Regions from separate parts of the Sus scrofa genome. Here region 1 is linked to region 2. A link is a contact called in public HiChIP or PLAC-seq data. All regions are on one chromosome and are shown on one strand. Each heading gives the region's core, a stretch centred on a gene start, on an enhancer-like site or on the middle of the called end of the contact. The rest is flanking DNA. Distances are from core to core; before and after follow the strand shown.

Evidence for each region. HiChIP or PLAC-seq counts read pairs in DNA pulled down with a chosen protein or histone mark.
Region 1: an H3K27ac HiChIP or PLAC-seq map of alveolar macrophages shows a contact between it and region 2. The contact joins the promoter of DHRS7B here to the promoter of FLCN in region 2. A contact is called at or near these places in 1 of 5 promoter capture datasets (liver) and 1 of 2 datasets of contacts at active chromatin or transcription factors (alveolar macrophages).

What each region holds. Positions count from the first base shown.
Region 1 is chr12:61,319,268-61,321,967 of Sscrofa11.1, reverse strand. It overlaps DHRS7B (dehydrogenase/reductase SDR family member 7B), which reads right to left and starts at 1,303. Exons shown (of 7, transcript XM_021068046.1): 1 at 1,199-1,303. The coding sequence starts at 1,218.
Region 2 is chr12:61,027,918-61,030,617 of Sscrofa11.1, reverse strand. FLCN (folliculin) reads right to left here and starts at 1,432. Exons shown (of 11, transcript XR_002337421.1): 1 at 961-1,432.

The DNA of each region.
Region 1 (2,700 bases), core at 54-2,553, 290 kb before region 2:
GCAGCTCGAAGTTCCCAGGCCAGGGACAGAAACTGCGCCACAGCAGCAACCCAATCTGCTGCAGTGACGACGCTGCATCCTTAACCCATTGCACCACAAGAGAACTCTGAGAAGTATCATGTTCAAGAAACATACGTGTATATGACGCCCAAAAGTTATTTTAAAAATAAATTGTCAGGAGTTCCCGTTGTGGTTCAGTGTTTAGCAAATCCGATTAGGAACCATGAGGTTGCGGGTTCAATCCCTGGCCTTGCTCAGTGGGTTAAGGATCTGGGGTTGCTGTGAGCTGTGGTGTAGGTTGCCGACGCAGCTCGGATCCCGCATTGCTGTGGCTCTGGTGTAGGCTGGTGGCTACAGCTCTGATTCGACCCTGAGCCTAGGAACCTCCATATGCCTCGGGAGCGGCCCTAGAAAAGGCAAAAAAAGAAAATAATAATAAAAACTGCTAGGAGTTCCCCGGCGGCCTAGCGTTTAAGGACCCGGGGTTGTCACTGCTGTGGCGCAGTGACAGGATGGGATCCTGGGCCTGGGAACTTCTGGCATGCCTCGGCGCGGCTGAAAAGCTAACAAACAAAAAAGTAGCTAGTCAACTGTCAAATCACTGTAGGAAAGGGAACTGAAGAAAGGCTCTATGGGTAGGACCATTTGTTGACTACCTATTCTGTGCCACACGCTAGCTGAGTATGGTCCACGCGCCACGCGCAATCTCATTACGCGTCACGACAGCCTCAGGAGTGGACGCATCATTCCCAAAGTTACAGTTCAGGACGCAAGCCCAAGCAGCACAGCTCGGGAAGTGGCAGAGCCAGGGCGGGAGGAGTAAGAGATCCACAGTGGCTACCCCTGCCCTGCTTCCGAAAAGAGAGTACCTGCTTCCCTAACTCTGAACCCTGACAGGTGCTGCCAGCCTGCACGGGGCGGGGCTGACACGCACCGAGGAGAGTCGGGGAAACTGGGTCCACCGCCTGCCTACACCCACTTGCAGCGGCGCAAACCGAGGCTCACAGCTCAGCGAAGGAGCAGCTCCCCAACCAGAAAACGCCAAGCCGGACTCCGGAGCAAGGGCCCGAGCTGGGCCCACCGAGGAAGGCTCTCTGGGCTTCGGCCTCTCCACCGCTTCTCTACGCTCAGCACGCGAGATGCGCTCGAGCCGGACTCGCCGCGCCGCTGGCCACGGCGGTGTCTCCGACAGCCTTACCTGGTAGCTGCGGAGACCATGGCGAGTCAGCTCCATCGTCCCGCCTCGCCCGTGACGTATTTTCCCTTCGCCCAGCCAGGCGGTTCCGTCCAATCCCAGCCCTGGGGGTGCGCATGCGCGTCGGGAGTACACACGCCCCGCCCTGTAAGGCGCAGGTAGCTAGGGCTGCGCGCTGAGGTTTGAGCAGCGTCCTCTCACGTCAGTGCTGCCCCTCAGTCTTCCGGGGAGAAATGGGGAACGTCGTCTCGGAGTTCCGCGAAGGGGAACTCGTGGGGGGTGCAGGTGACACCAAGATGGAGAATGTACTTTGCTTCATATAAAACTATAATTAAAGCCTGTGATATTGGCACAAAGGTGAATTAAAAGTCAGTGGGGAGTTCCCATTGCGGCTCAGTGCGTTAACAAGCCAACTAGTATCCATGAAGCCACGCTCAGGGGTTAAGGGTCCGGCGTCGTGCTTTGGCGTAGGTCACAGTCGCAGCTCCAATCTCATGTTGCTGTGGCTGTGGCCTTAAGCCGGCAGCTGCAGTTCCAATTGGCCCCTAGCCTGGGAACTTCCATGTGCCCGAGGTGCAGCCCTAAAACACAAACCTAAAGAAAGCTCTAGAAGAGTTTCCTGGAGGCTTAGCAGTTAAGGATCCAACGTTGTCACTGCTGTGGCTTAGGTAGCTGCTCTTGCTCAAGTGTGATCTCTGGCCCAGGAACTCCCACACGCTGTGGATGCAGCCAAAAAAAAAAAAATCAAAATGAAATCCGAAAATGTTCAAGTAACAGAAAGGTACGAAAAACTAAACTGAAAAACAGAAAGCAGAAAATAAAAAATGACACACTTAAACCATAACTTATTAATAATTACATTAAGGAGTTCCCTTGTGGCTTAATGAGTTAATAAGCATCTGGTGTCGTCACTTCTGTGACTGGTCACTGCTATGATGCAGGTTTGATCCCTGGTCTGGGAACTTCCACATGCCAAGGGTGCAGCCAAAAAGAAAAACAACAATTACAATACTAAAAGAAAAAAAAAGAGAGATTGGAAGAGTGGATAAAAATGATATAATTCAACTCATTTGCTGTGCAAAGACCCTGTTAGTGGGCTGCAAAAACTAACTACAGAGTAGTAGAAAATCTTTGAAAATCACTTATCTGAAAAAGGATTCATATCCAAATTACATAAAGAACTCAAAACTCAATAGTAGGAGTTCCCATTGTGGTGCAGCAGAAACAAACCCGACTAGAAACCATGAGGTTGTGGGTTCAATCCCTGGCCTCACTCAGTGGGTCAAGGATCCGGCGTTGTGGTGAGCTGTGTTGTAGGTCACAGATGCGGCTCAGATCTGGCACTGCTGTGGCTGTGGTGTAAGCCATCAGCTACAGCTCCGATTCAGCCCCTAGCCTGGGAATTTCCTTATGCTGCAGGTATGTCCCTAAAAAGACAAAAAAAAAAAAAAAAAAAAAAAAAGGCGACAATACCAAATGCTAGACAGGCTGCGGAGGAAGTGCGT
Region 2 (2,700 bases), core at 183-2,682:
CGACGGAGGCCGCAGGGAAGTCCCCCTTGTCAATCTTTAGGTGAAAAACACTCCCGCCTGACCTCTCTTTGGTCCCCGGGGGCCCCGGCCCAGGAGCCACCGCAGGGCAGTGAGGCAGCCCAGGGCAAAGCCTGCGAGCCCGCCGCCTGTGGAAGCGGGAAAAGGCCCGTCTCCAGGCCCGGCCGGGCGACGGCCAGGAGGCACCGAAGCCCCTGGGCGCCGCCCGAAGCCCCTGGGCGCCGCCCGAAGCTGAGCTGCACAGGCCAAGCCTCACCGCGGGGAGGGAACCGCCGCCGGGGCCGGAACAGCGGGCAGCTCTCTATGGACCCCCCACCCCACCCCCGTCTCCGCCGGGCGCCCGGGCTTTCCAGGATCCGAGCAAAAGGCAGAAACGTCCGCCCGCCCGACGGCCTCCTCCCCTTCACACTCCACGCAGAAGCTCAACCCCCGCCCTCCCGCCGGGGCCGGCGCGCGGGACGACGCTGCCCTCCCGGGGTGCGCCCCAGGCCCGGGGTTAACTGCAGCCGCCGCAGAGGGCCGACGCTGCGAGGACCCGGCGCAGGGCGGCTGCCGGCCCGCAGCCTCGCTGTACACACAGGGGACACACGCGGCGTCGCGGGCACCGGCACTCAACCACCGACAGGCTGGTGCCCCCGACACGTCCGCCCCGACGGCCCCGACGGCCCCCGCGGATTGTGCCCGGTGTCCCCCGGCTGGCGACCCATCGCCTCCCGCGGGGACTCCTCCCGGCCCCCGGCCCCCCGGGGCCGCCGCGACCCACCCCCGGGCCGAACCTGCCTCCCCCGACCGGGCGCGCCGGACCGCACCCGCCACACCCGACGGCCCCTCACCTCCAGGGCCCGCGGGACCCCGGGCGGGGGCGGCGACGCCGACGCGCCCCTCAGCCCGGCCTCGCCGGCCGGCTCCCTCCCCTTGCCCCGAACCCGCGGGTCAACTAACCGGACAGACCAGGGCGACGCCAGACGCCGGCGGAGTCCTGAAGCCCCTGGGGCTGCCCTCGGGGTCCGGGGCCGCGCCGTCACCTCCTCCCCCGCGGCTGCACGGCGCCCGCCCCCAGGCGCGTGACTCGCCCGGGCCGTACCACTGCCCCGGCCGCGGGTGGGGGTGCGGGCCGTACCAACGCCCAGAGGTTTAGTGGGGGCTCGGGCCGTACCATGGCCCGCCTGGCGGAGGGGGTGCGGTGCGTGCCACCCGTCCCAGAGGCGGTGGGGGCGTGGGCCACACCACCGCCCAAGCCGCGGGTGGGGGCGCGGACTGTATCATGGCCGATTCGCGGAGGGGGTGATGGCCGTACCACCGCCCAGGCCGCGGAGGAAACGCGCGGAGCCGCACCCCGGGAAGGCCCGGAGAGCCCGGCGGCTCCGAAGTCCAGCAGAACGCCGTCGCCACTACCCCCAGCCCGCTAACCCTCTGAAAATTCCGGAGTGGTTCCGCCCGCTCAGACGGAGGGGCGGGGGATGTCGGAGGAAACCATTACAGGAGAGAGGGGTACTTCAATTTAAAGAACCTTTTAAAAAAAACTTGAAAAATATAGCTATCCTAGGATTCCCAGTGCACACCAAAGAAACAAAAAAGGGAATGTCGCGATTCCATAAAGGGCGCTGTAATTCCCTTTGCTTGCACCATTAGTTTTTATTAAATTTCCGATTGAACCGGTCTTCGGTGGGGCGTGCGAGCATGGGGCCGTCCGCCAGCTGACGTAAACAGAGGGCGACGTCGAGGGAGAAGGCCGTCGGGTGACGCAAAAAGCCCGCGCCGCCGGGAAAGTGGGACGGGAAAGCGTGTGCGCCAAACTTTAAAAACTGTGGTTATCCAGAGATAATCTTCTAAAACCTGGGCGTCTTTTGTTCAGACTGTATAGTGGTCAGTCCGAAAGGCTTCAGTGCCTTATGCCAGGCGGCCTAGAGTGAGGGAGTGTCAATGGACCGCCCTAGACCAAGGGTAAAATCACCGGGTCTGAGAGTTCCCTGGTGGCTCAGGCAATTAAGGATCCGGTGTTGTCACTGAAGCGGTTCGCCTCGCTGCCGTAGCTATGGGATCGATTGCCGGCCCAGGAACTTCCGCGTGCCAGAAGCGCGGCAAAAAAACAAATCACGGGAGTCACTTCTGAGCCGAGGAAAGCGCAGATGGGCACCTTGTGGTAGAAGATTAAGGGCTACAGGGGATGGAGTTTTGAGGCCAGTTATTGCCCCTATATTATTAACTAGTCCTAGCAATCCAGTTCCTCTTGATATTGGACAGCCAAGAACTTAGCATACTGGCTGATAAGTCAAAAAATAATTTCCGAAGCAAACAGTAACACAGGAGTTCCTATCGCAGCTCAGCGGAAACAAAGAAAGAAACAAAGCCATTAGGACGCGGGTTCGGATTCCTGTAGGTCGCAGAGGTGGCTGTGATCTGGCTTTTCGGTGGCTGTGGTGTAGGCCACCGGCTAGAGCTTGGATTCGGCCCCTAGCCTGGGAACCTCGTATTCCGCACCTGCAGCCCTAAAATGGGGCGGGGGGGGGGGCAGTAACAACAACAACAAAACCCCCACAGGGATATACTGATTTGGAGTTCTAGGTTTACTTCTGTCATCAACGCCTGAGTTTTACAGAGTTTGTGAAATGCTTTTTGAAAGCCTTAGTGGAAAGGTGCAAGAAATGACTGCGGCCTCCTAGTCTGTGGCCTTTCAATTTC